Linked DNA regions of Mus musculus: regions 2, 3, 4, 5, 6 and 7 are each linked to region 1. A link is a contact called in public HiCAR-type and promoter capture Hi-C data. All regions are on one chromosome and are shown on one strand. The core of a region is the stretch at or near the end of the contact, and the rest is flanking DNA. Distances in the headings are between cores, read along the strand shown.

Evidence for each region. Promoter capture Hi-C pulls out the DNA fragments that hold promoters and counts their contacts. HiCAR-type assays count read pairs that join an accessible place to other places. Capture Hi-C pulls out chosen DNA fragments and counts their contacts.
Region 2: a contact with region 1 is called in a promoter capture Hi-C map of pre-B cells. The contact joins the promoter of Yeats4 here to the promoter of Rab21 in region 1. A contact is called at or near these places in 3 of 39 promoter capture datasets (hippocampal neurons, liver and pre-B cells), 1 of 484 Hi-C or Micro-C datasets (pro-B cells), 1 of 115 datasets of contacts at active chromatin or transcription factors (large pre-B cells) and 2 of 9 other capture datasets (adipose tissue and liver).
Region 3: a contact with region 1 is called in a promoter capture Hi-C map of adipose tissue, with 3 times the contacts expected there. The contact joins the promoter of Frs2 here to the promoter of Rab21 in region 1. A contact is called at or near these places in 4 of 39 promoter capture datasets (cranial neural crest, liver and pre-B cells), 1 of 484 Hi-C or Micro-C datasets (cerebellum) and 1 of 9 other capture datasets (adipose tissue).
Region 4: a HiCAR-type map of astrocytes shows a contact between it and region 1, with 4 times the contacts expected there. The contact joins the promoter of Cct2 here to the promoter of Rab21 in region 1. A contact is called at or near these places in 5 of 39 promoter capture datasets (cranial neural crest, hippocampal neurons, liver and 2 more), 2 of 484 Hi-C or Micro-C datasets (muscle stem cells and nephron progenitors), 3 of 115 datasets of contacts at active chromatin or transcription factors (astrocytes, large pre-B cells and pro-B cells) and 1 of 9 other capture datasets (adipose tissue).
Region 5: a contact with region 1 is called in a promoter capture Hi-C map of hippocampal neurons, with 4 times the contacts expected there. The contact joins the promoter of Lrrc10 here to the promoter of Rab21 in region 1. A contact is called at or near these places in 4 of 39 promoter capture datasets (embryonic stem cells, hippocampal neurons, liver and 1 more), 1 of 484 Hi-C or Micro-C datasets (the G1E-ER4 cell line) and 3 of 115 datasets of contacts at active chromatin or transcription factors (large pre-B cells, pancreatic cancer cells and pro-B cells).
Region 6: a contact with region 1 is called in a promoter capture Hi-C map of pre-B cells, with 3 times the contacts expected there. The contact joins the promoter of Rab3ip here to the promoter of Rab21 in region 1. A contact is called at or near these places in 10 of 39 promoter capture datasets (the C10 cell line, the SN4741 cell line, cranial neural crest and 7 more), 1 of 15 datasets of contacts at CTCF or cohesin (large pre-B cells), 3 of 115 datasets of contacts at active chromatin or transcription factors (embryonic forebrain, extraembryonic endoderm stem cells and large pre-B cells) and 3 of 9 other capture datasets (adipose tissue, embryonic stem cells and liver).
Region 7: a promoter capture Hi-C map of hippocampal neurons shows a contact between it and region 1, with 3 times the contacts expected there. The contact joins the enhancer-like site here to the promoter of Rab21 in region 1. A contact is called at or near these places in 4 of 39 promoter capture datasets (hippocampal neurons, liver and pre-B cells) and 1 of 115 datasets of contacts at active chromatin or transcription factors (large pre-B cells).

The regions. Positions count from the first base shown.
Region 1 is chr10:115,313,798-115,317,832 of GRCm38.p6, forward strand. It overlaps Rab21 (RAB21, member RAS oncogene family), which reads right to left and starts at 1,794. Exons shown (of 7, transcript NM_024454.1): 1 at 1,397-1,794. The coding sequence starts at 1,549.
Region 2 is chr10:117,222,848-117,226,882 of GRCm38.p6, forward strand. Yeats4 (YEATS domain containing 4) reads right to left here and starts at 1,660. Exons shown (of 7, transcript NM_026570.4): 1 at 1,412-1,660. The coding sequence starts at 1,462. It overlaps Gm31963 (a long non-coding RNA gene), which reads left to right and starts at 1,639. Exons shown (of 4, transcript XR_872061.2): 1 at 1,639-1,720; 2 at 3,744-3,900.
Region 3 is chr10:117,146,837-117,150,871 of GRCm38.p6, forward strand. It overlaps Frs2 (fibroblast growth factor receptor substrate 2), which reads right to left and starts at 1,638. Exons shown (of 10, transcript NM_177798.3): 1 at 1,556-1,638.
Region 4 is chr10:117,061,787-117,065,821 of GRCm38.p6, forward strand. It overlaps Cct2 (chaperonin containing Tcp1, subunit 2 (beta)), which reads right to left and starts at 2,066. Exons shown (of 16, transcript NM_007636.3): 1 at 1,920-2,066; 2 at 1,190-1,264; 3 at 1,031-1,096; 4 at 239-350. The coding sequence starts at 1,922.
Region 5 is chr10:117,043,183-117,047,217 of GRCm38.p6, forward strand. It overlaps Lrrc10 (leucine rich repeat containing 10), which reads left to right and starts at 2,159. Exons shown (of 1, transcript NM_146242.2): 1 at 2,159-3,586. The coding sequence starts at 2,241. The coding sequence ends at 3,065. It overlaps Gm10747 (a long non-coding RNA gene), which reads left to right. Exons shown (of 3, transcript XR_872056.2): 2 at 374-613; 3 at 956-1,503.
Region 6 is chr10:116,948,634-116,952,668 of GRCm38.p6, forward strand. Rab3ip (RAB3A interacting protein) reads right to left here and starts at 1,820. Exons shown (of 11, transcript NM_001359645.1): 1 at 1,627-1,820. 4933412E12Rik (RIKEN cDNA 4933412E12 gene) reads left to right here and starts at 1,929. Exons shown (of 3, transcript NR_038026.1): 1 at 1,929-2,059.
Region 7 is chr10:116,846,928-116,850,962 of GRCm38.p6, forward strand. It overlaps Myrfl (myelin regulatory factor-like), which reads right to left. Exons shown (of 25, transcript NM_001033333.3): 3 at 2,440-2,507; 4 at 2,098-2,341; 5 at 1,349-1,440. Among named protein-coding and RNA genes, the nearest start is that of Myrfl, 48 kb to the right of the region's middle. Within about 2 kb of position 2,029, at least 22 of the 459 cell types and tissues checked have an H3K27ac peak or open chromatin away from gene starts, as enhancers often do. A contact at or near this core is called in hippocampal neurons, where this site is marked.

The sequences.
Region 1 (4,035 bases), core at 544-3,043:
CAAAGAGAAGTGTGAAATGGGTTGTTTATTAATCTCCAGAGGCGGTGAACCATACCGACTCAAATCTAGCCAGGCCTGAGCAAGCGCGGGCTCCGCCATACTGTTTATGTGGGCATTATCACCTGACATTTCTTTCGGTGTTAGGCTTTATAAGGGATTGAAAACAGGTGTAAAAATAGGGACGGGATCAGAACTGGAGCATCCTTGCACACTCTACACTCAGTTGTTAAATAATTGCACCCGACATCAAATGTCACACTCATTAGCTTATGCATTCCAGTAGCATCTGTGTTAATTAAGATCTATTGTCAAGTCTGAGGGGTAATAAGTGTTTATCCCCCACTTCAGGTGCTAAGTGCGTTTCCTTATTTACCTTGACAACTCTGTGCACTAGATATAATCATTATGAGTACAGTAGCAGTAGAAACCCAGGGATGCACGGTTAAGCAATTTACCTAAGATCACGGGGCTATGGAAATAAATGGGGGTAGGATATGGATCCAGACGCCCAAACTCAAGATCACTAGCTTTTTTAGCCTCTGGACAGTCTGATCAAGACATGTTAATAGATAAATTCCTTCGAACACATGCAAACTGATTTTTTTTTTTAAGGAGACCAGGGAGATCGCAGATCCTTCAATGGCCTGGTTTCACTTTCAATTACATTGTAACACTTCCACACTTCCAATGGAACTGTAGAAGAAAGCCAGCGTTTTATGGCCTGACAGTAAAGAAAACGTGTAGCAGCAGTGCCTAGATTTTTTTTTTTTAGTTTGAAGACCGATTGCTGGCCACTACGCAACACGATGTTTCAACGCGGATAAGATCAAACCCCAAAGAATAAGGAAGCCACACGTCCGGACACAAGAAGGCTGCAAAGAAACGGGGTAACCGACAAGCAGCAAACAGTCGTTTAAAACAAAAACAAAAAAACCCTCCAACGACGGGTGTTTTACCACTCCATTTACTTTGAAAGCAGGACAAAATGGAACTTGCATAAACACTTAGTCATCAGTACGCTCTGGAAGTTACAAACCACCTCGTTCGCAAATTCTAATCCGTATCCGAGTTCCTACTTGGCGAAGAAAGAAGAAGGGCTGATGGTCTCGGAGACCACAGAGTGAAAACACCTGGTGTCCCCAGCCGAAGCCCATCAGAGGGGAAAACCAGCACGCAGACCGGGGGACTCCCCGACCTGCGCAGCCTCCACCGGCAACTGGGGACTTTTCCGGGTCCTCTCCCTCCCCACTGTGGGTCTTGACATCTACCGTGTGCTGAGGCCCGCGGGTCCCCAAAGCGATTGCAAAAGGCAATGGGAAGGCAGGGAAGGGGGTTTGACAGGCCAGAGGCAGAGGAGCGGGCGCGGGTCCCCAGCCCGGCTCCCCGGGGTCTGCACCTGCAGGGTGGTGATGTGCTTGTCGTTGAACTTGTTCTCGCAGTAGCGCAGCACCAGCGACGTCTTCCCCACGCAGCCTTCCCCGAGCAGCACCACCTTGAAGGAGTAGGCTCGGCCCGCCGCCGCCGCCGCCCCGCCGCCGGCCGCAGCCATCCCGCCGCCGCTACCCCGCCGCCCGAGCCCAGCGCCGCGCCGAACCCCGCACCGCCGCCGCCGGGGCGCCCGCTCCTCCCGGGCCCGGCTCTTTCACGCCCCGCCGAGCCCGGTGCTCGCCGCGTCCTTCCGCGGGCGAGGCCTGCGAGGGCCGAGAGAAAGTCCCAGAATGAAGGGCCCCGGCCACCACGTCAGGGACCCGAGGCTAGGGGAGAGCTGCCTCTCCTCCCTCTAATGGCGTCTCCTTCCTCCTACGTCACACCCCTCGTCACGTGACCGCGGTGGGCGGAGTCGGCGGCGGGCGAGCCTGGGCCTGTTTCCGCGTCCGCACGAACCGGCTCAGCATCCCGGGAATCCTGCGGTGGGAAGGAGCTGATCTTTGCGATCTGACCCCACTCTGATGGAATAGAATACAGGACATGATCGCCCGGCCCGAGGAATGGTCCCAAAGCGGATAGCCATCACACCAGGGGTCATCACACGCAAAGTCCGGCCAAGGTGCCCTTGAGTCTCTTTCTCTGGGCGCACAAATCCGGGCTCATGAACTTTACAGTTCGTCCACACGGCCAGGTCCTCGAGTCATCGTCCAGGTCTCAGCTTAAACCGGAAAGGCTTCCCTGACCACCCAGACCTTCCCACATCCTTCCATCCCTCTTACTCACTTCCTCACCGAGATATTTCCTAACAATGGTGCGCCTTCTTTATCGCTGCTTGCCACACTCGGTGGAATTCCGATTCGGTTGTAGGTTTAAGAGCAAGGATTGCAGAAGACTTAACTTCTCTCCGTTTCCAGCCCTAAAAGCCCAGGCTAAGAATAAATGCGGTCCCATCATCAGTCATCACTCCTGGTTCCCCAGGATTTCTGTCTATGCTGAGTCCACTTTGATGGGTCTGGTTTATTGGACGATTGCTTATTTTTTCTTCCTGTGTTTCCATTTTATTTCATGAAATACACTTTCCAAGAAAGCAACCTGGTATTTCTGAAATTTTGTAGTTTGGTGTCACTTAAAATAAACTTTCATCTCATCAGACTAATTTTACACTTCAACTTAAAGGCAGCTCATTCGTTCATTCAACGAGGGCGTGAATGTAGCCAATGCTTGCCATTCTCTGTGTCGCATTAGATACAATGTCTCTGTCCTCAGAGAGCTTACATTTTTAACCAAGGAAACAACGCATGCGCAATTTACACACTGCATGCTTTTTAAGGAGAAGCAATTCAGAATGTTTTACAAAGATACATGGGAAGCTAGCTGAGTTAGCGTCCTAGAAGAGCTTCCTGGAGAAAGCTGCCTTTTGTTAGGAGTATCTTCGGCAAAAAGGAGAGCCGTGAAGTAGAAAGGAGCATCCGACATTGACGTGTGACAAGAAGTCAGACAAGAAATCAGAGACATTACCTTTAAGTTCAAGGCCAGCCTCTTTTGAATTGTGAGCTCTAAGCTAATTGGAGCTACATAGCAAGACACCATTTCAGTAATAATAATAATGATAATATTTACAATAATAATGCAAATAGGAAAAGAATTTGTGATGTAACTTGCAAGGTATCAATTCAAAAACAGTCTTTAACCTGGTACAGAATGTTATCGGGTCCTTTTACAAAATTATAATTAGAAAATTGGACAAGGCTAAAATTACGTATGTCTCTCTAGAATCAATCATTTATAAGATTATCTTGTCAATTATTTTTATAAATGAGATTATATTATCTACTCCTTATGCTGCGTAGTCTTACATCAATTTGACATACAAACTAGAGTTATCTGAAAGGAGGGAACGAACCTCAAATGAGAAAATGCCACCATAAGATCCGGCTGTAAGGCATCTTCTCAATTAGTGGTCAAGGGGGTGGGCCCAGCCCATTGTGGGTGGGGCCATCCCTGGGCTGGTGGTCCTGGGTTCTATAAGAAAGCAGGCTGAGCAAGCCATGGGGAGCGAGCAAGTAAGCAGCACCTGTCCATGGTCTCTGCATCAGCTCCTGCCCCCAGGTTCCTGCCCTGTTTAAGTTCCTGTCCTGACTTCCTTCAATGATGAACAGTGATGTGAGAATGTAAGTCAAATAAATCCTTTCTCCCCAACTTGCTTTCTGTTCATGGTGTTTCAGTGCTGCAATTAAAACCCGAATGAAGACACTCCTCTCTATACCTACCACGAGGACTTTACACAATCATTTCTAGAACTAGAAAGCACCTTCTTTTGGAAAGAGACTTATTCTACATCTTTCCTCATAGGGGCTGGCGAGATGGCTCAGTGGGTAAGAGCCCCGACTGCTGAGTTCAAATCTCAGCAACCACATGGTGGCTCACAACCACCCATAATGAGATCTGATGCCCTCTTCTGGTGTGTCTGAAGACAGCTACAGTGTCTTATTTATAATAATAAACAAGCAGGGCCAACCAGAGTGAGCAGAGATCCTAAATTCAATTTCCAACAACCATATGAAGGCTCACAACTACAGTGTACTCATATACATAAAATAAATACAT
Region 2 (4,035 bases), core at 410-2,909, 1.9 Mb after region 1:
TGTTTACCAAAGCACAGCACAAAACCCAAGGTCGGTTTATGAGAGAATTTCAGGGCAAGCATTTTCTGCTGTCATCCTTATTATGCACATACAGTTTGGGTATGGAGTACCCCCTCCCCCAAAAGGCTTATTGCTGGTCCCCAGCTGGCGGCTGAGAGGCGCCTGGACTACAGAAGCACCTTACCAAGGGATTAGCATACTGATCAGCTCACAGCTGAATGGCCTAGGAGATGGGGACAGTGGGAACACACAGGCCACTTGGGTTGGGCCTCTCAAGGGCCTATCTTGTTCCTGCCTCACCCCCACCCCTTCCCCAGCTACTAAGGAGGAAACTCAATTTGAGGACTACAGGCCTAACTTTCTCAAGTTATCCTGAACTACAAACTTCCAGATTTAACTTGTGCAAGTAGAGAAGAGTTTTCCCATGAACCTTTTGCTCTGCAATCACTTCCTACCATCCCCAAGCCTTACCTAAAACCCTGGGCAAATGCACAGCTCTACAAAGCCTCTTATACTAACACAGACTTTTACCTGGTATTTCTTTCTATTGCATTTCAGGGCTTTAGGATTTTCGATGATTTCTCATCTTACATATACTGTTAAGGCAGCTATGGATATATAGACACTATGATTAAGGTAATAAAAATAATATGACACCGATGAGGATTTTAAAATTTTTGTAGACTGATGTGATTTCTTTTAAGGAAAAAAAAAAATCCTTTCTGTGATAAGATCTGTAAGTAGAAGCCCCTTTTAGGGGCACGGGGAGAGCATCCTGAACCGGTACCTTAAAAAATAACCAGCAGGGCTGCCTCAGAGGTTAAGAGCACTGACTGCTCTTCCAGAGATACTGAGTTCAATTCCCAGCAGCCACATGGTGGCTCACAACCATCTGTAATGAGATCTGATGCTCTCTTCTGGTGTGCCTGAAGACAGCTACAGTGTACTCATATACATAAAAATAAATTTTAAAATTAAAAAAAAAAGTAACCAGCAGATGTAGGAAGGTGGGAGGGGGTGGCGAGCTGGAGGGATGGCACACAGGGAAGAGACGACTGCAGCTCAGGCTGGACAGCACACCTACATGGTGACACCTGACAACCGACTCCTGCAAGTCGTTCTCTTACCTCCACCCCTATTAATAATACACATATAGATGGGAGGGAACTGAGTGTCACAACGTCCAGTGTTAAGCAACCTTCACTAAACACGAACGAAGCTAAGCGCTCTTTGCTGACTTTATCAGCACGGGGCTTCGGGAACGACAAGACGGACGAGCCTATCCAGGGTCTGCGACTGATGCCCTAGCCACCCCGGCACCTTTGTGTTTGGCGGTGCGGAGGCGGTGACGAGGACTCGGGGCCCAATGAGCGCCGAGCTTCCGCCCCGCGCGCCGCGCCTGCGCACTGACCTTCACTCTCCCGCCGGAGTCAGGTCCAAATTCCGCCATTCTCTTGAACATATTGTCCCCGGGAAGGAGCCGCGGCGGCCAGGGAGAGAGCTCAGGCCGGCGGGGTAGCCGCTCCCCTCACGAGCCGGAGGAGGGCGGGTCGCCTGGGCTCGGGGAGCCGGACAGCCACCTCCTCCACACGCGCCGCGTCGGGGTCGGCCATTCAGCCCCGAGCTGGGAGAGCCGAGCGGAAGGGCGGGGGAGGGCGGCGGCGCATGCGCAACGGGCTCAGGCAGACAGTGCGCACGCGCGAGGCTGCAGCCTTCCCCGGTAAGAGCCTGATGAGCTGTTGCAGCGGATAAAGAGAGATGGGGATAAATTTTAGGCAGAAGTTAAGGGTAGGGAAGCACCAAAATGGTGAACGTTTGTAGCTTTAGGGTTGAGATAACCCCACACACTTCAAGATGATAGACTCTGGAATCAAAGCTTCTGATTGGGCAGGTCAGATAACTGGGCGTGGGCTTGGTAAAGAATATGCTGCCAAGCCTTGTGACCTGAGTTCGATTTCCAAGGCCAACATGATGGCACTACAGAAATGACTCCACTTCCCGCTCTTCATGGCTCAATCTGTTCTGCTGGCCATGTTCAGTCTGACTTTTCCAGATTCGTCGGGAATCTGTTTTCTCCCTATCTACAGTAAAAACCTCCTAAACCATGCCTAAGAGGGTCATGTTCTTATTTTCACTCACCATTCTTCTCTCTCATACCCTTCCCCAGTTGGAACTCTTCTTTCCAACAAGCCCCCCTCCTACTTTCATGCCCTCTTAGTTCGTGACCTATTGGCTTTAATTGGCGTTTCCTGTCCTACTATGGATGTGGGATTCTTTACCGAAGCAAGAGTAATTTATCAGTGGTACCTTACTAAAGAAAATGGCATCTCTTTCCCAAACAGTCATGAATTTTCAATAGTCCCTCTGGGAAGGGTGAGGCCCCTGGACCCCTCCCGCCATCCATGTTGAAATGTTAACATGCAATCGCAGGTCCTATGCAGATAACCGCAGCTGCAGTAAGTTCATGAGTGCAATGGCCACGTTGTGGCCAGAAGGTGTCGTTTTTGATACATGTCTCTCCATTCTCTGGCTCTTTATACCCTGAAATATTCCCCAATCTTGGAAGGAGTGGTACAACTGTCCCGAATAGTGCTAAGCACACCACCATCTCTTATTCCTGGGCGTTTTGGCTAGTTTTGGGTTTCTGCATTAACCACTGCTCATTGCAATAAACTTCTCTGATGAAGGCTGGGCACAGCACTAATCAATGAGAATAATCAGGAGACCGAGAAGCGAATTTAACAGCATGGTCAATCAATTTTTGCTAATTTTTAAAGAAAAGATTTATTTTATGTATGGGAGTACACTGTAGCTGTCTTCAGACACACCAGAAGAGGTCAGCGGATCCCACTACAGATTGGTTATGAACCACCATGTGGTTGCTGGGAATTGAACTCAGGTCCTCTGGAAAAGCAGCTAGTGCTCTTAACCACTAAGCCCCCAATTTTTGCTAATCTTTAATAAAAGTATTTTTTTTCACTGTATTATCTATTGAGAGAGAGAAAGAGAGAGAGAGAGAATGAATGTGGGTCCTAGAGATCTGGTTAAAGTCATCAGGCTTGATAACAAGTACCTTTACTTTTGCCAGCCCCTGTTTTTGATAATCTTGGCTGTTTCTATAGTCATCCCGTATTTTGAGGTTGTCCTGGCAGCTCTTGAGTATGTCCTAACTCTGTTTCTTAATTGATATCTAAATGTCATTCCCCTTCCTTGATCACCTGATATAAGCTTAGAGCTTCTAAGGGAGACATTCCCTCCAGGAAGGAGACAGGAGGTTCCTGAGACTTGGAAAGTAAACAACTCACAGGCTCAAGAAGTTCTGAAGCTAACAAGATACACGAGCCGCCACCCCACCCCCCCAAGGTTAAAGAAGCAGGAAGGGATGATTGGGGGAAGGGAGGAGACAGAAGTCTAGGACAGAGCCTGTGCTCATCCTGTGGAGTTGACTGGGGGAGACTCTGTCCTACTGAGCTGCTTGAGAGCCACCCAGCAAGCTCAGGGTTGTCGGATGTCCAGTCACCACCCACTGGGGCCTGGGCTTTTCAGTGATGCAGTTGCCTTTGAGGTAACCCTGTTCCTGTGAGGGGCCCCTCACCCATACTCTCATGAGTAACCACAGTAGTTTCACCGGTTTGCCAAGATGGACTCTGGTCCAGTTGATGCTTTGGTCTTTTCTTGCTTCCCTCCTCGGGAAAGGCCATGTGACATTTCTTATGGCTGGTCTCTGCTCTACATTTACACAGCCCTGAGGTATGACCTAGTCTTCTTCAAGCTGTTGTCCTGGAATCATGGGAGAGTGAAGAATAAGAAAAACGTGTTGTAATGAGAGTCTACCACGTTCCACTCATTATTCTAGGTGTCTGGGATGTGGAAAGGAACAACAGAGAAGAAATCTTCCAGGTATGATGGTAACCACTCATAACCCCAGCACTCAAAAGGCAGAGGTCAGAAGTGTTCAGGGCTAGCCTGAGCTAAATAGGAAGTGCCAAGCTGGGCATGGTGGACTAGGACTGTATCCTCAACACTCAACAGGCT
Region 3 (4,035 bases), core at 388-2,887, 1.8 Mb after region 1:
TGAAATAAACTTTTCTTTTGCATAAGACAGTATATGCAACTCGTCACTTCAAATCATTCCCCTCATTCATGATATCTTCCCTTCCAGTAGTCGAAAGAGAAAGTACGAGAGAGAGAGAGAGAGAGAGAGAGAGAGAGAGAGAGAGAGAGAGAGAAACAGTATAAATCCTAACGTAAGCATAATAAGGGCAGATAATGTCACTGGTTTCATGAAGATGACTTGTGTATATTGACACCACCACAAGGTCATTTGCAACAAATAAACTATCTGATAATAATTTAAAACTCAATAAAAGCGGAAAATAGCTCCATTATTTCCTACAAACCTTTTATCCGTAGTTTATCACCTAAACTCAGTTTACTAACAGTGCCTACAAGATTTTCTTCTCTAGGAAAGTCTCAGTTTATTGGAGTTAAACACTTCATATGCTTAAATCAACAAACACCTCTGTCCCGCTGTGGGAACACCCCCACCCCGCGTTCCCACAACTGGACTACACGAAGAACCTCCGAGGAGAAACTGAGGGAAATTATATATATATATATATATATATATATATATATATATATACATATAATATACATACATATGTGTGTGTATATATATGTGTGTGTGTATATGTGTGTGTGTGTGTGTATATACACACATATATACACATATATATAATTAGCTCAAGAAATGACAGTTCCAAGTATGAAAGTAAACAAACTGGGGTGAAAAAAAAGGATACAATTCTCCAGCCTTTTGCAGTCAACTTGTGCAAGGTCCCGACTGAAGTCTTAACAACTGTGACTTCGGATGAGCGCAGGAATTCGGAAGGCTGATTACAGAATAGCATGGTTTTTTTTTTTTTTTTAACGTCAGCAAGAACACGGGGAAACTCCTCTGAATCTACGAATCTCCTCAAATCTTTGTTTTTAAGAAGTAACTCCCAACAGTTTCAGTTTGCAAGGGAGCAAAGACCCTTCGAGGAATGGTACTGCCTCACTGACCGACCCTACGCAGGCATCCAGACCCAGTTAAGTTTCGAGCCGAGTCCAAATCGAACCTCCGGCGACCCCGACGCAAGCCCCGCAAGAGATCGCCAGCATCCACACAGGGAGCGCCCCACCCTCGGACTGACTACACCCCTGGGACACAGGATAATTACTGAGACGGGAAGAGGGGACAGATCCAAGAGGCGACGAAAGTTGGACACTGATGTCCAGTGCAGTCTGGCTGTCCCGGTCCCCAGCGTCCGAGTGCACAGACCCCACAGCGGAGGCACCGAGCCCACTTGCCCGATGCAGAGAGGGGGTCGCAGCGCCGACGGCCGGGCCCCGCTACGGAGTCCCCCCTCTGCGGGCGGCCGCGGCTCCGGGAACCCCGCTCCGGCTGCGCCCCGCCCACTCCGCGGCCCCGCATCGCGCCCCTTCCCGGCCCGCGGGCCGCGCGCGCTCCGCGGCGGCCGACGAACCCCTTCCCCGGATCCCCGACGGCTGAACCTGCAGCGGACAGCCGGGTCCGAGGCTCGCTCGCCCAGCGCAGGCCCCGCTCGGCGTCCCCGGCTACTCACCGTCGGCGCGAAGGCGCTGCGAGGGGCGCGGGGTGGCAGCCGCGGAGCTCCTCACTCTCCCCGCGACCTGACCCCCTGCTCGGAGCCTCGGCGCCTGTGTCTACAAGGCCTCTCTCCAGCCCGAACCCTAGACAAGCACTTCCGGGGGAGCGGGGGAGGGCAGGGGTTTGGCACCGGAACTGCTCCCAGGCTGGAGCTGCCAGCCCTCCCGGGAGGGGCGTGGCCTCTGCTCCGGGCGCCAGCGGACCCGCCCCCGAGCCCCGCCCCCGGGCTCCTTGCTAACCCCTGTGGTCCCGCGGGCCCCGAGCTACCGCTGGCACCCCTTATTTTAACGCCTGTTAGGATCGCTCCCTTCTACTTAATTCTACAGGGGCCCGGAGAATCTAATTTCGCCGAGCCCGGAGCATTCACCGGCTTGCCGACCGGCCGGCGGTGTTATCCTTTCTCGCTTCTGTCCCGCGTGAAAATGCAGTTGACATTTATCGAAGGAAGGCTTACGGCGTGGTAGACAGGGCATTTATTACGCGATTCGGTGGCGTTAACTCATTTAATAACCTTCAAACTCCTGGAAATTGGTGCTTTTATTCTCTGTGTCTTACAGAGAAGGAAATCGGCCAAAGTATCGGACTTTACCACATATGCTGGCTCTTGGTTTTACTTTAATTTGTGGTATGCGTAGAACTCTCATTTGCCCCAAACAAGACTTTTCAAATTATTCAAAGACGGGAGCCAAATTATTTCCCTATATGGGTCATCCTTTGCACTTTAAACAAAGGCTGAGATGATGGGCTATGCAATCTTAGTGCCAGGATCCTGTTTCTTTACATTTCACCCTGGTGTGTGTGTGTGTCGTGTTCATCTCTGGATTGTAGACGTTAAAAATAATATAATGCATAACGCAATAGTAAGCATTTCAAAGTACCCAGGACTGAGTACGTCCGCACAATTCTTATACCTAACCAGTAACTAGCAATAGAGAAGACCTGGGCACTTTTGAAACTTACCAAAGACAGACAGTATGAGAGCCTACAGAGTCAGTGTCAGGCAAAGAAGTGAGACGATCTTAAAAGATTTGCTCTGTCACAAAATCAAGAAACATCAAATATTAAAGGCAGGTTTTCAGTATGAAGCAAAGCCCCACATGGAAGAAAAGGGCTCAAACCTGACAAGCTATTTTGTTTCCAGCAGTCTAAAAAGGCTGAGGCAGGGAGAGTCCGGAGAGTTTCTAGCCAGCCTAAGCTTTACAGTGAGTTTCCAGACAAAGGTGGCCAGGACTATGAAGCAAGACTCTTGTCCAAAAAGAAGGAGAGGAGGAGGAAAAAAGGAAGAGCAAAAAAGAAAAGAGTTTCTTAGCATGCATAGTGTCTGTTAAATACTGCAGGGACAAGTGTTAAGACAATCTGCTTTGAGAAAGGCAGAGTAAAAGAAAACCCCTTATTACAAATTTAAGATGCAAACAATGCCATCACTATTGCTGTATATAAAGTACTGCCTTGTGCTTTATGTAATTGCAGAAGTGTTTGTAAACACTTCCAGAATTCTCAAGTTCAAGCAGCCTTTCATGCCTCCTAGTAGACTGAAGAAGAAGAAGAAAAAAAAAAAAAAAAGACCCTGCACAGACAAAACTTAGGCTGTCTCTAGCTGTTTACCATCTCCACCCCCCAATCCCAGACACGAGCACGAGTGCGCGCCAAGGGCAGCACACGCGCGTGCGGGGGCGCGCGCGCACACACACACACACACACACACACACACACACACACACACACAGAGCCCAGAGACCTAGTGAGGGGAACCCTCAATCACAGCCTGTCACGTAACTGGTAAGTGGTGAAGCCTGGATTTAAAAGTGAAGCTGTGTTCTCAGGTGCTTTTCACCACGCTGCCAGCAGGTCTCAGGCTTGAAAATGCCTCGCAATCACCGGGAGGGCTTGTTAAACAAATTGCTGGGCTCCATCCCCAACCCTTTCACTCACCCAGGGTAGGGCTTCTCGAGGTGTGTCCCCGGCCAGCCTGGCAGCTCCACATCACCTGGGAATGTATTAAAGATGCAAATTGCCAGGCCCCGCCCAGACCTTGTAAAGCTGTAACTCCAAAGATTAGACAGAACAACCCTAGTTTTAAGAGCCCCTCCTCCGCAACCTCCCCGCCCCCACCTCGCATCTGATAAGACGTCCAGTTAAAGAACTACAGCATTCTAGTAGCCTATCTTTTGCATATTCTTTTCTTAATTGTGGTAAATCTACAGCATGGGATTGTTGTTCTTTTTTTTTTAAGATTTATTTATTTATTGTATGTGAGTACACTGTAGCTGTACAGATGGTTGTGAGCCTTCATGTGGTTGTTGGGAATTGAATTTTAGGACCTCTACTTATTCCGGTCAACTCTGCTCACTCAGTCCCTGCTCGCTCCAGACACACCAGAAGAAGGCGTCCCATCTCATTACGGGTAGTTGTGAGTCACCATGTGGTTGCTGGGAT
Region 4 (4,035 bases), core at 816-3,315, 1.7 Mb after region 1:
TTATGACAGCAAGAGAACTCACCAAGAAAGGGCCCACTTGGACTTGGCAGTTCAGCCAGACTGAGTTGTACCATTTAAAAATTGTGGTGGCAGCAGCCCCCCGTGGACTATGGGTAACAATGATACTTCTGACACTCATCTGACTAGCGATAAATGCCAATGGCCATCACTTAAGTAGCTGACAGCCTATCAGGGAATAAATTATTGGAAAATAACAACAAGCAAATCTTATACTCACCAACTAGAACCTTTGCTGCGGGGTTGTCCACACCAATGTTCTTGAGAATGGTAGCACCGTCGTTGGTCACCATCAGAGCGGCGTCTCGTCCACTGCTTAGGAGAATTTTGTCCTGAAAAGAAATATATTTCTGTCAAATTAAGGTCTAAGTACTTCTTCAAGAATACATGCAGATACCAAAACCTCTGGATAGTTAGTTGGCTACTAAATGTTTTCTATGCATGTATCCTACAACCAAACCTCAATGTGTAAAAAGCTTAGACATACAGGCAATACAAACTAGCTCTGCTACACTGTCACAAGACAGCAATGGAAACAAATATCCCAGAACACTATATGACAGTTAAACACACTAAAAGCAGATACACATAAACAAAAAACAGTATGTTACTTTAAAAATGTGTTGCAAAAATATGTAACATGATAAACTTACCTATAAGTGAACAGAAAAATACCAGCTACAGTGTACTTAGATATAATAATAAATAAATCTAAAAAAGAAAAAGAAAAAAAGAAAAAAGAAAAGAAAAATACCAGCAAGTTTTGTAAATGGTAACACTTGCTGCCACTGGAGAGGGATGTGAGATTGGGGATGGTAACACAGGAGAACGGTTTATAATTTGTAAGTTTTAGATTAAAAAACATAAATAAGAACATTGTTACTATCTACATTTACACCAAAGGCTTTAAACCATTATTAAAATTTTGGCCAGCCACTACTACGCAAGACCGCAGGAAAGCAAAATTAGAAACAAACAAAAGAAACTTCTAAAAATTCCCTATCTTTCTTACCATGCCCTTCGGTCCCAAAGTGCTCTTCACCAAGTCTCCAATGGCGATGGCACCGATAAACGACGACTTAAATTATAAAAGAAAAATCAGAAAAGGCGGTCAGAATTTACCCTCACAAAGCGTTGGATTTTATCATTTAAAAGCAACAGACGGGCTTACCAGGCGAGCTGTCTCGGCCCTCTCTTCATCAGCTCCAGCCTTGAAGATATTAACAGGTGCGAGGGAAAGGGAAGCCTAAGAGAGGAAGCCAACACACGCCGTTTGAATGCCAGTACTCGTTAACACCCGTCCAGGGCCTCTCACTAGATCGGGAAGTAGATTATCTAAAGGAAAATTGGTTTACCATCTAATTTCAGGAATCCGTCCTGGGAGTGGGGTATTTACTTAAATGGGGAGAGGGACGCTCATATGGGCGCCAGGAATAAATCATCACACCGACCCACTGGTCTGAATGGCAAAACTAAAGGCAACATTGGGCCGGTCGAGCACGGACCAACATAGCTACCTAGCTACCCTCCATCTTCCGCAGGCAAGCACGGCCACTCGCCCTTCCAGCCCCGCCCCGAAGAGGGCGGAGCCAGCAGGTCCTGCTAGAAACTTCTTCACTTGGGGTGAGGACCGGGGGTCGCCAAGGTCCCCTAGCCGAGAAACAGCCCTGATCTTACAAAGAGATGCTGACTTAGTGTGCGTTCCCCCTTCCCGTCCCGCGCGGAGAGCTCGGTCACCCGGTCCCACGCAGGCCTCATGCCCGGCCCGAGCCATGTGCGGAGGGGCCAGGAGGCGGCCGCTCGGAGCCTGCGACTCCGGTTAGACAAGAGGACCAGCGGGGCGGCAGGACACAGCGGGGCGGAGCAGGGAGCCTAAGTCCTTGGCCGAAAGCTAGGCTCACCATGGTTCCGACGGATTCCGCGTAGAGGAGAGAACCCCTCACAATCCGCGCCGGGAAGCCAGGCCGGGGAAAGAGAGAAAGGCGGAAGTGACGACACGCTCCGCCGCGGGGGGCGGAGCCGGACGCACGGGTTTCCGCCTCCTGCGTGGCGGGCTGGGCCGGAAGCGTAGCGGCTCGCTGGAGAAGGGGCGGGACCTCAGTTGGTGGCGGAAATCATTGAGCTGTGGGCGGGGCTAGGGGCGGGGCCAGGGGCGGGCTGCTTTAGAATAGAACTAGAGAACAAAGAGACAATGTACCGCGCGGGTTGCCGCGGAAACCAAGTTCCTGCTGACATATATTTTTAAAATATAATCTTTCAAAATTTGTTTTAAGGTCAGACGTACATTTTCAAGTGTTGCACACTAATCATTTCTATTATTTACCCTTCCTGGAGGCAACCATTCCCATTTTCGTGCTTATTTTTTCCTTTGGGAAAGTTATTTATCAATAGATTACTAAATGATTTTTTTATAAAGGAGTCTTCATTTAATCTTTCAGACATGATCTGACTGTGTAGCTCTGGCTTAGCTCGGAACTCACGTTGTGGACCCAGGCTGGCCATTCTGGGATGCTGCTTCTGCCCTACCTCAGCTTCATTTGTTTTCTCGGGGGGGGGGGGGGGCACCCTAATATAACTTACATGACTTCAAAGCAGAGATCAAGTCCTAAATATTCCAGTTTATCAAAAATAGTTTTCTCGGGAGCTGGAGCTATGGCTCAGCGGTTAAGAGCACTGACTGCTCTTCCAGAGGTCCTGAGTTCAATTCCCAGTAACCACATGGTGGCTCACAGCCATCTGTAATGGGATCTGATGCCCTCTTCTGGTGTGTCTGAAGACAGCTACAGTATACTCATATAAATAATAAATAAATAAAACCTTTAAAAAAATTAGTTTTCTCGGGCTGGCGAGATGGCTTAGCAGTTAAGAGCACTGATGGCTCTTCCGAAGGTCCTGAGTTCAAATCCCAGCAACCATAGGTTGGCTCACAACCACCTGTAATGAGATCTGATGCCCTCCTCTGGTGCGTCTGAAGAGTCAGCTACAGTGTACTTATGTATAATAATAAATAAATCTTTGGCTCAGAGCGAGCAGGAACTGAGTGGAGTTGACCAGAGCAAGCTGAGGTCCTAAAAATTCTATTCCCAAGAAGGCTCGCAACCATCTGTACAGCTACAGTGTACTCACATAAATAATCTTTTAAAAAAAGAGAGAAATGGTTAAAACATACATAGTCTAGGGAAAAGCCCCAAAACTAATGCAAAAAAAAAAAAAAAGTTTTCTCGGCGCTAGCGAGATGGCTCAGCGGTTAAGAGCAGTGGCTGCTCTTCCTGGGGTGCAGAGTTCAATTCCCAGAAACTCCATGGAGACTCACAACCATCTAATGCCCTCTTCTGGCATGCAGGTATACATGCAGATAGAGCACTCATTCATATATATATATATATATATATATATATATATATATATATATATTACATAAATCATTTTTTAAAAGATTTCTCTTGGAATTGGAGAGATGGCCGAGGGTTAAGAGAACTGACTGCTCTTCCAGAGGTCGAGTTCAATTCCCAGCAACCACGTGGTGACTCACAAACATCTGTAATGGGATCCCATGCCCTTTTCTGGTGTGTCTGAAGACAGCGACAGTGTACTCACACACATAAATAATTCTTTAGAAAATATTAATTTTTGCCGGGCGTGGTGGCACACGCCTTTAATCCCAGCACTCGGGAGGCAGAGGCAGGCAGATTTCTGAGTTCGAGGCCAGCCTGGTCTACAAAGTGAGTTCCAGGACAGCCAGGACTACACAGAGAAACCCTGTCTCAAAAACACCAAAAAAAAACAAAAACAGAAAATATTTTTTTCTCTTTACTCTTGACACCTAAGGCAAAGCTCTCGTGCTTAAAAAAAGAATGTTAGTTTTCCTTTTATCCACTGGTAGGTAGCATTTATCTCTCTGATCACTTAGCAAGTACTTATATTTCTGATACTTGCCGACACTCAGTCATTTTCCATTTTTAGTTATTTTTACCCTTAGATATAGTAAACTAATTTATATTGAGTTGGCAAGCTATG
Region 5 (4,035 bases), core at 909-3,408, 1.7 Mb after region 1:
TTATCTAGATTATAACAAGGTAATATAAGGAGATCTATACTCTAATAAGGTAATATAAGGAGGAGATCTATACTCTAACACAGTAATAAAGGAGATCTATAACACAGTAATATAAGGAGATCTATACTCTAACAAGGTAATATAAGGAGATCTATACTCTTAACAAAATAATATAAGGAGATCTGTACTCTAACACAGTAATATAAGGAGCTCTATACTATAACAGGGTAATACAAAGAGATCTATACTATAACAGGGTAATACAAAGAGATCTATACTATAACAAGGTAATATAAGGAGGAGCTCTATAGTCTAACACAATACTATAAGGAGGAGACTCATAACTTGGTCAATTCACTTTTCGCCTACCCAGATTCCATGGGGTGCTGAATGGGACACTGGGGCTGTGAGGAGGGAAGCGTCTGTCCCAGAGTTTACTCGGCATCCGGGATGACCCAAAGTGCTGCCAGTTTCAGCATGTGATTTGCACATACTTTGCTGACTTGTAAAGTCACCCCAGGTGACATTATTTGGCCAGTGAGTGGGGAAGACTCTGGAGGAGGGGGAGGAGCCTGTTTCCTGCTGTACAGCACAGAGCCACATCTGGGAGACAGTAAGCACTTCTGCATCCATTTCCAGTAGACAGATTTTTAAATTAATAGTTACCTTTATTTGTGTGTGTGTGTGTGTGTGTGTGTGTGTGTGTGTGTGTGTGTGTGTGTGTGCTTGCTCAGGGGTGGAGCTTCCCGCTCAATCGTTCTGCCACGCCCACTGGTGGAACGTGCCGCTTTGCTGTTTGGAGTCACACACGTGGTCACCCTGCTACTGAACTCCGAGATTATTTGGCGGGAATCGGGCCCCCTCCCCCTTCCTTCATAACTGAGTGTCGGAACAGTAAAATTGAGCTTTGATCAGAATGCCTGTCTTAGCTGCATCATTTTCTCTCGCCGCCTAGCCCCTCTTCTCTTCCAGGTTTCCAGAATGCCTTTCCAAGCTAGAACCCAGGCTATGATCTGCTGGCCGGACACAACATGCAAGATCCCACAGAGGCCAGAAGACAATGTTGGATCATCACCCCACACCTCACATCCAAAGCTGCCGTTAAAGACAGTTGTAAGCTATCAGATACAAGGGCTGGCTGGCGTGGATATGGCGTGGATATGAGGGCTGGCGTGGAACCTGGGTCCTCTCAAAGGGCAGCACGCGCTCTCCACCTTTGAGCCATCTCTCCAGCCCCCAGCAGCCAGACCTTGGAGGCCCTCGTTCTTGGAACGGTCTGGCTCATCGTTGCTTTTCTCAACTGGACGCGATTATGGACGAGAAGTACAGAGCTTTAATGGCCATTTAAATGGGTCTGGAAAGTGTTCCCACCTCTGGAAAGTGCCCCCCCCCCGGGTGCATTACATTCTAATGAATTAATTAATAATTACATTCTAATTAATCTATGCTTTTGAAGGCTAGTCAGCCTTCCTTCTTGTCCTTTGTCAAAGAGAGGATTTGTGTGTGTGTGTGTTCGTTTTGGCAGAAATGGAGACGGACCCCAGGGCTTCAATTCTGCCATACGAGCACCCTACCACTGAACTCCACTTCCAGCTCAAATGTACCCTTTTACAGTGTGGCAAGACGCTAGCTGGACACAAAGCAAGACTGTACAAATCAGAAGCCATTGCTTCTGATTACATATTGGTTAAGGCTTGTTGGAACTGGAGAAAATCTGTAAAGGATGTAGGCCTTTGGCAACACTTTGAAGGATGCATCCTGGAAAACTTAGCAGCGGGTTGTTGTTGTTTTGTGCCCCACTCAGGATTGAAGCAGGGCCTTGTTCGGGTTAGGTGAGTTGTAACACAAAGGAGATGACTATGCATTCAAATATTTACAGTTTTACCTACATAGTACAAATATAGGTGTTTTTCATTTTTACTTCTCCACCTTTGTCACAGTATTTTTTCAATTTGGGGGGGGGGGGCGGGAGATCAGGAGAGAGTAGATAAGAGATCAGGGCTTAAGTGATTAAAGACAAATATGTGAGTTGGACAGGACGTCCCAGACCCTGCCTGTCCGGCCTGTCACCAGACACTCAAGCTGCTATCAGGAGCACTTTATTCTGTCAAAGTGACTGGCTTTTGTCACCGAATTCCGGGTTATAAAGAGAGGGTAGAAGGGTTCCCGAGCAGTGAGCACAGCCAGCCCACTCCCTGACAGAGTTGGTGGGCAGGGGCTCGCCTTGCAGCCCGTTTCACATGGGAAACACCATCCGGGCCTTCGTGGCTTTCATCCCCACCGACCGCTGCCAGAGTTATGTGGTGGGAGACCTCCGGGAGATGCCCCTGGACAGGATGGTGGATCTGAGCGGGAGCCAGCTGCGTCGCTTCCCACTGCACGTGTGCTCCTTCACGGAGCTGGTGAAGCTCTACCTCAGCGACAACCACCTTCACAGCCTGCCTCCCGACCTGGCACAGCTGCAGAACCTGCAGATCCTGGCCTTGGATTTCAACAACTTCAAAGCTCTCCCCCGGGTGGTGTGTACCTTGAAACAGCTCTGCATCCTCTACCTGGGCAATAACAAACTCTGTGACCTCCCGGATGAGCTCAGCCTGCTCCAGAACCTACGGACCCTGTGGCTCGAATCCAACTGCCTCACCCGGCTGCCCGATGTGGTGTGTGAGCTGAGTCTCCTTAAAACCCTGCATGCCGGTTCCAACGCCCTACGTCTGCTACCCGGCCAGCTCCGGCGCCTGCGCGAGCTCAGGACCATCTGGCTCTCCGGCAATCAGCTAGCTGACTTCCCCTCGGTACTGCTTCGCATGCCCTTTCTGGAGGTGATCGACGTGGATCGGAACAGTATCCGCTACTTCCCCAGCCTGGCCCACTTGACAAATCTGAAGCTGGTCATCTATGACCACAATCCTTGCAGAAATGCCCCCAAGGTGGGCAAAGGGGTTCGCCGTGTTGGGAGATGGGCAGAGGAGACACCAGAGCCTGACCCCAGAAAAGCTAGGCGGTACGCACTGGCCAAGGAAGAGAATCAAGAGCCACCTCCTCCCCTTCTTCCTTCCAGCTCTTGAACAGCTGAGGTTGAAGGCCAATTCAAAGGTTACCCCACTGCTCCGAAGGCATCTCATTAGAGCGGAAGGGATGGTCCTGGCTCATCCCAGGGCTGATGGAGAGAAAGCCAGGTGAGATGCTGTAAAGGAATAGGGCGAAGAAAACATTTCCAGCCCCCAGCACCTCTTCCTAGGGGGAAGGTGTGTGCTGTTGCTGGCCTGGAATCCAGGGTGACTGTCACTCCTGTGCCAGAAGCAGTTCCTTCACACGAGCTATTTTGAAACACCAAAGAACAAGACCAGCCACAGCACTCTTCCACCACGCAGGAGTAGCTGGTCACAAGGCTGGTGAGTGCTTCAAAGACTGTATTTGTTAAAATAAAGAAAACAACGCCACCAGCTGCTCAGTGGCCTGTCTCTAGCTCTCTCTAGCTCTCATGCCTCTTTCCTTCCCGAGAACTTCTGCATAGTACCAATGTACTGCTGTTACTAATTTGGTTCCTGAAAGGGACAACTCTACCCAATCAGTCTTGATTCGAAGGAAAATAAAAAAAACAAAGCTGTGGTCACACAGCCTGAGCCCCTCCCCCCCCCCCCCCCCCCCCCCCCCCCGCACTTTAGCCCCTGCTGTAAATGCCACAAAGAAGTCTTTCCCTGAAGCTCTGCCTTCCAACTTCCCAGTGGTTCAAGCCGGTTCCACTCGTTTTCCCTCGTAAGGTTTGACCTAAAGTCCGCTCAGTTTACTGTCATCTGAAAAGCCAAGCCTTTCTTCCTCGAGACAGCCTCCTGATTCCTAGGGTGAGGGCAGGCTGCCCCCCAGAACAGAGCCATGCCTCCCGAGAGTCACACTTTGTTAAAGGTAGAATGTAAAAATCAGTTCACCTAAAACAAGTGTCTGAGTTTGAAGTGGAGGTCTCAGCTTTTATCTTGGCTGAGACCAATAATCATAATTTGTTCGGGTTTTTGTTCATAGGGTCTGTTGACTGTCTAC
Region 6 (4,035 bases), core at 570-3,069, 1.6 Mb after region 1:
CAACCAACTACTAAAGGAGCAACTGCTGACATTTGAATGTGTTTCTACTGAGTATGCTCAATAAATGATTTACTCGAGGTCGCATGCTTGGTGAGAGATGGTTCTGAAAGTTATCCGTTTTCGTTAGAGCTAAGCCTTTGTGAGACCCGCTCAGCAGAAAAGCATGGGTTATCTAACCCATACAATACATACAAAACTAACGTTATATCCTAGCTTCCATTCTGCCACGGCGTAAATATGAGGGGTGGGCAAGTCCCAGTAATTTTTCCATTAAAAAAATATATATATATATCTGTAGGGCATCCACGTATACTGCAGAGTAGAGGCATAAAGAAACTCTGAGGCAAAGAATATGTCTCAGAGTATAGAATTACACTGATTCAAAAGTACAGCTGCATTTAAACAGAGACATCAAAGCTCCACAAAGAAACTGAACATCAACCAGGCAGTGGAAGGTGAGAATCATTCGCTAGCACAAATGACTTGCTATGTAAGCAATGAGGCGTCTCATCAAGCACGCTCATTCACAAAAGAAGGCATTAATTCAAAACATCCTTGGGCCGGAAAGAGAAAAAAGTTGAAAGACGTCTGTTCTTATAGTTAAGAATGCATTGCTGAGTAAATCTGTGTAACTGTTAAGTTCAGTTAATATATTCCCCTAGGGCCTTGAGGAGTAGATTCGGAATGCAGTGTCTATTCAAACATGAAAAGTCCTCTGAAAACGCACAGTCCTGGTAAATAAATAACACATGCTAACTGAACAAGGCCCCATAAAACTGGTGAAATATTTAACAGTATCAAATATTTACAACGATGGGCTGCATACCTACTCTGCCTCCTTTTCCTCTCGATTCATTGTTTAGAAACAAAAACTTAAGAACAGTGTAATGAACAGAAACCGGGTCTTTCAAGAGATTTACAATAGAACGGTTTGTTTTAATCCTCTTATCGGCCTCTCCTCCAATTATGCAATCATTCCAGAGCCAAAAGATCACAGGGCTCTTTCCCTTGACACGGGGGACACTGAGAAGTGTCTAAACAGGTAGGCTGGGAACAGGCAACATTTCCTTGAAACTAAAGTGCCTCTGGGGCACCAGCTCTAACTCGGAGGAGAGTGCGCCAGCCAGCCATTACGGATCGATGTTTTAATCCCCAACAACTGGCAACTCTTCGCGTGCTGCAGCGTCCACCCGGCACCATCCTCTCCCCAGCCTCGCTATTCCGCGGGCGGCGGGGGGCGAGCGGCCCACGCAGGGGGAACCGCTGTTCTCCCACTCCCGGGGTCCCGATTCCCGAAGTCAGGCTGGGCCGAGCGCGGCGGGGGAGACCCCGGGAACCGGCGACCCCCGCACATCCCCGGCCAACCGCGCCGCCCGCGACTTAAGCAACTCCGCGACCGAGGCCGCGCGGGCCGCCAGGTGAGCGCCGGAGCCGCCGCCCTTCGGGTCCCCGGGGCTCCGCAGCGGGCGGGCGGACGGGCGGACGGGCGGGCGCGATCCGCGCCCTCCCCGCCGCCTCCTGCACCTGCCCGGCCGCGCTCCGGGCCGGCGGGACAAGGGCGCGAGGCGAGGCGCCGAGGGGGCGGTGCTCACACCGCCCGCCTCTCCCTCCCGCCGCCGCACTCACCTGCCGGATCCGCCGCGGCCGCCGCCCGCGCTCGGCAGCGCTCGCAGAGCCGCAGGGTGCGCGTGCCCAGCTCGGGAGACGCGGAGGACGGCGGCGGACAGACGCCGCTCCACTCCGCCGCGGCTGGCGCTCTCTGCGATGGGAGCCGAGGGAGGGAGAGCCGACTGCGCCTGCGCCGAGCGCCGGGCGGAGAAGCGGCCGCCCCTCCCCCTCCCCCGCCCCCGCCCCGGGAGAGAGGGCGGGACTAGAGGCGGGACCGGGAGGGAGTGGCGAGGGGGACTCGCGCGCTGCGGCGCCCCCTGGCGACAGGAGGGGCTCGGTGCAGGCTAATCCACGCGCGGAGTCCAGGGTCCCTCTACAGCGGTTTCCCTGGGAACCACTCTGGCTGGAAATCCTGTGGCTGCCTTTGGAGGATGTGAACTCTCCTGGGATGGTAAGAGGCTTTGGACTGTGTATTGAGGACAAGCAGAACCGACCTGAAATTCCGCGTCTGTGGATACCTGAAGCTGGAGTAGGAGGTTAGGGGCCCGGGGAGGGGGGGGGGGGGGGGATGGGATGGGCGGGGAGCTGGTAAACCCAGATCCTTCCACTTTCAGTTTCCAAAGACCGTCTCTCATCTTTTACAGGAACTATATCTATTGTTTTGTTTTGTTTTGTTTTGCTTATCAAACTTCCATCCCACATTCGGGCTTCCAAGTTGGAAAACAAAAAACAAAGTACAGACAGAATCAAGCCCTGAAAATCAAACTCAGGGATGGGGGGTGGGAGGGAGCAGTCATCCTCGGTATTTCCGCCAATGTTTGTGATACTCAGAGGCAGGGGCTGCCATTCTGTTGAGTACATCAAGGAGGTGGTAATAAAAAGGAAGCTATGTGTGTGGTCCCTGTGATCAGCCACCTACTGACCTCTGTGACCTTAGGCGAGTTCATCTGCAATATCGCCAATCTTCTCACTGATAATTGGAAATAAGAATGTCTACCTCATCAAGGTTTTGAGAGTTAAGTGGTTTAATATATGTAATTAGTGTACCTCACCACATTCTGTGACACAGTGAGTCATACAGAAACACACATGTGTACACACACACACACCTCTACAAAAAATTCCTACCATCCAAAGACTCAAACAAAAGGAGACAAGTTTACTATTAAGAGAAAACTTTATGGGCTCCCTGTTTTACACATTTTTTTTCTAAAGAGATGTTCACACACACACACTTTTTGTTTTGTCTTGGTTTTCGAGACAGGGTTGGCCTCGAACTCAGAAATCTGCTGCCTCTGCCTCCCAAGTGCTGAGATTAAAGGCATGCACCACCACTGTCCGGCTCACACACACATCTTTTATCATATGGAATTGGTAATTACTTAACCCATGCTCCAGTTTCTTTGTAAACCATTCCCTGATGCTCGCCTGCCTCCCAACCCTAACTCCTTACCTGTGATCCCAGAACACTGTATTTCAGTGGTTCTCAACCTTCCTAACACTGTGACCCTCTAATACAGTTCCTCATAGTGTATACTAACCCCCAACCATAAAATTATTTCCGTTGCTACTTCATAACTGTAATTTGGCTACTGTTATGAACCTTAACATAAATATCTGTGTTTTCTGATGTCTTAGGTGACCCCCTGTGAAAGGGTCATTTGATCCCAGAGGGGTTGCGACCCACAGGTTGAGAACTGCTGCTTTAACTCTTGCAGTGCATATTCCCCATGAATCATAAGTAGACTTTCCTCTCTTTTCTCTTTAGTCTGTGTCTTGAGAACAGGCACTCTGCTTGACAGAGAACTCTGTAAAGGTAGGAAGAGGAGATGGTTGACACACAGGGAGAATGCTCTATTTGGTATATGAACATTTGGAGGATTGGCTCTTCAGTTTATTCAATGTAAGACCCAAAACATCACGGGTCTACAGAAGACAGTAATGCTAATGTGTGTGAATCCCACAGTGACCCACATGTATGTTAACTACAAGATCATCTGTAGTCTTAGAGAGTGGGCTCTAGCACTGTTTGAGAATGGGGAGAGTTACTGTAGAGCCATGACTAGAAATGGCTCCCAGAGGCTCATATATTTGGAGCTTGGTCATTGGGAATTATTTATATTATAATTATTATAATTGGGTCCTTGACAGGGATTAGGAAGTGTGGCCTTGTTGGAGGAAGTGTGTCACTAGGGGTGGACTTTGAGATTTGCTTGGGTGACCTCCACCCAAGCAAGCTTCCAACTTGTGAAAAGGAATTTATAAAAAGCTTAGGGGTTGGCATAGATGCACACACCTCACATCCCAACACCCAGAGAGCAAAGGCTGGTGGATCTCTGAGTTCCAGGCCAGCCTGGTCTACACAGTGAGTTCCAGACCAGCCTGGTCTACAAAGAGCCTAAGCCAGACCCTGTGTCTCTCTCTTCC
Region 7 (4,035 bases), core at 779-3,278, 1.5 Mb after region 1:
TCTTCCTCTGAGCTTCCTTTGAAGATGGTGAGAAATCAATGCCTATTCTAAGAGAACAGCAGAAAACCATCCCGGAATGAAGTTTAACTCTGGAATGGCCAAGACTAATTGAGAAGCACTATGGCCCTTTGAGGAACCTCTTGGAAGATCTGAATGGCTCGGTGTGGTGTGCGTCATCAAAATAGCTGGGGCATCCTCAAAATAGTGAGCAAAGAGTTCCCTCAGCTCCCTGGAAATGTGATCCGTGTTTCTATTCTAGCTGTGCATCAAACCCTGAAGAAACTAGGGTAACCTTGCATGGAAAGGCAGACAGAGGTTCTCCATCCAAAAGCAGGGATTTAGTAAGCACCCGGCGCTTCAGTGGTCGGGGAGAAAAGGCTAACTACAGGAGGTCATAGATCAGTGAGACAGGGAAGGAAGTAGTAAGAGGGTCAAGACTCAACTTGAATAGAACTGATGTCCATGCTATCCTAACATGACCGCTCTCAGAGATGACCACATTTGGGACTTGGCTAAGAGGGTGATGTCATTGTCTTTACACAACCACAAACAACAAAGCCACGTACAGACTCGTCAATGCCTGAAACCAGTGGTCTCTGAAAGAGTCCTCTCCTACCACAGGGTTAGTTAAGGCAAAGCGACCTCAGCTGATAAGAAGCAGCAGCCCCTCCTCTCAGAACATGCATCGTGAGAGCTTGGGAACAGGAACAGGAGGAACCCCTGGGTTTCTCACAAAACCGACTCCCAGAACGTGGGATTTATACACTGAATTTGGGGCACGATTCACACTGCACACATTTGAATGTTTCTAGTAGCATGCAGGATTGGCCTAGAGTATTATCCCTTCTCCTAAAAATTCCAGCAGTTCACCTTCAGATTCCAAAGGACCAAGCAAGCTTTTGCCAACACCATCCCTTTGAGCTCAAAACAAATGCACTACATGTTATATAAGATAATGCACATGTAGATACATACACCCGACCTATACTTGAACACAAGAAAGTTACAGAAGGTGACAAGAAAACAGGCAGCCAATTGGCTCTTGGAAGCTCTGTTTATACCATTTCCCTGGGTTGGAGCCAGTCTGTCTGAGACATGTTTCTCCTAAAAGAGGAAGCATTTTACCTGAATGGGAGAGACAGAGCAGCAGGTGCCCCGGGGGCACCTGTGTGACTGAGCTGCAGGAAAGATACATCAATGGGACTGGAATACAGTCCCAAAGCCTATTGTTTGTCTTCTATGAGAGGGAACACAGCTGTGTGGAGCTGCTGAGAGTCAGGTCAAAAGCCTTCACCCGACAGCCAAGGCTTTCATGCCTTGACTTTGTCACAAACCCACACTCGCTCACTTGGTCTGAAGTAGTGGGCCCATGAACTACAGTCCCACGAGTCCTCTTGTATCTGCGAGTGCTTTCTCTTCTTTGTCGGGGGTAACGAGGATCTAAAAGTTGAGAAACAGAAAGGTTAGTTAGCCACTTGGCTCGTTGCACGAGAGCAAACTTGAGTTCCCCAGACCTTTGCTCTCTGATTTCCCAAGTCTAATTCCAGTTCTCTAAGGTCTCTCGGGCGCTACTGTTCTAAAATGTAGTCTTTCTATAGACAACCAATGGAAGATCCACCTGCCTGAAAGGTATAGTGTCAAAGCAGAGGAGACACGGACTGAACATGCAGGTGTACGTTTTACATCTATGAGTTCTCTTCGCACAGAACCTGATCACTTTCACAGATGGCCCTGGCTTTGCAGAGAAGGAAGAATAGAGGTCAGAAAGAGGAAAGAAGAAAAAGAAACCTTGATTGACAGTTATCTAAGACCCAACTCAAACTGCCCTGCGGTCCTCTGCTGGAAGCAGCCTAAGCAAGCGGTGCTTCATCCCGCCACCTGGGGTTGTTATACATATTCCTGACATGTTAACTTTTTGTTAGGTGAGGACCGTGAATGGAGATTTTTAGTGAAGACTGTCTAAATCAGGAACAGAGGTCCTCATGGTCCCTTTGTACGCCTCCACACTGCCACCTGCTGGACAGGCTGCCGTGGTCCCTTCTGGCACTCCAGCTGTGGATGCTGAAGTGATTCCAAACTAAATATCTTATGCTTTACCCAGGAACGTGGCACAAAGGCTGCTGGTGGAAAGAGCAACTCGTCCCCAACCGGGAGGGCCCCGTTTGGTGCCGGCAGGTGGCGGGGTGACTGGATTCCGGGTAGCCGTTCTGAAAACTGCTGTGGGTTTGGCCAGCCATGCTCTGGGATGGATGCTCAGGCAGGGGCCCGGGTGCTGTGGTGGAGTGGAGAAAAGCAGCTGGGATCCTCCCTGCCGGAGGTCTCGGGGTCCTGCAGCATGCGCCTGCAGGGGAAGACAGGAGAGACAGGTACCTCTCATTCTCACTGCCGAGACCTGAGTCAACCATACATGCAAGGTGCTATGTGGATGGACTCACTCACCTTTGACCTGTGGAGGAGAGCGTGGGTCGGATGCAGAGTAAGGTGGGGTGTCAGGGAGCTGCCGTTGCCTGGGGATCAGAAATATTGCTTTTCTTTTTGTTCTGTTTTAGTTTCATCTCCTGTTTTAGTCACTGACAGGAGGCAACCCCCCGTGGGCAGCACTCAGGGAGGAAAGCTAAACTCAGACTGTGCCATGTGATGGGGTTGGGCTTCAAGTACCAGTTTTCTCTTCTCCTCTCTAGACCCCTGACCCCACACCACACACACACACACACACACACACACACACACACACACACAGAAATCATTGCCACACCCTCTCCAGAGAGGATTTGTGAGACTTATGGAAATGTCCACAAAGCCTGAGCTGCAACGCTCCAAACTTATGTACACTGGAGAGGTAAATGTTGTCACTGAAGCAAGCAACGGTCTTCCATTCATGTAGGTGTGGGCGTGTCCCAAGAGCTCTTGGAAGTGACTCAAGGGTTCCAGAAAAGGAACATCATAAAAGTTTGTTTTCATCTGTCACCATTTGGGGGCTTGGAGGAGTTAAGGAGGGGGAGGGGTGATGGAGAGGCAGTGGGGTTAGGATATAATGACACATCTGTATGAAAATGTCATTATGATGTCCACCACTTTGTATGCTAAGTTTAAAAGGTAAATTTTTAAACAGAGATTTTTTTAATTAAGTTTTATCTTCAAACTGGCTCTTTAAAGTTTATTTGCTCTCTATTAACCAGAAAGAGAGAATATATATCAATCTTTATCAGTATAAAGAAATACAGAGGTATGAACGCTAAAAGTTTTAGAGTACCCTAGGCTAGACCAGCACAAACTGAATTTCAGCAATACAGTGGAAGCAGAGATTGGATGGCAGGCTGAGTTAACAGAGACTGCCTGGATCTGGCACAGAGGGCATCCAGACTTGACAGGGAGACCGTCCATCAAACAAAACTCAGGACACTAAAGTCGCCTCAAGCTTCAAGCTTAGAAGACGGGTAGAGTTGGAAACAGGATAGGATGTAGGTAGAAGGAACATCTAGGCCCTTGGGTAAGCCCCCTGTCTTAGTTAGGGTTTCTTTTCCTGGACAAACATCATGACCAAGAAGCAAGTTGGAGAGGAAAGGATTTATTCACCTTACACTTCCACACTGCTGTTCATCACCAAAGGAAGTCAGGACTGGAACTCAAGCAGGGCAGGAAGCAGGAGCTGATGCAGAGGCCACTTACTGGCTTGCTTCCCCTGGCTTGCTCAGCTTGCCTTCCTATAGAACCCAGGACTACCAGCCCAGGGATGGCGCCACCCACAATGGGCCCTCCCCCCTTGGTCACCAACCAAGAAAATGCCCCACAGCTGGATCTCATGGAGGCACTTCCCCAACTGAAGCTCCTTTTTCTGTGATAACTCCAGCTTGTGTCAAGTTGACACATGAAATCAGCCAGTACACCCCCATTGGTCACTCCAAAGCTGAGAAGGTTTGTTTTCTGAGGAAATGAAGCCAGGAAGACTGTAGTACAGATGACCAGTCACAACTCAGCCTGCCAGCATGAACACGGAAGGATGCATCACAAATCTAAATACTGACACTGGGGACA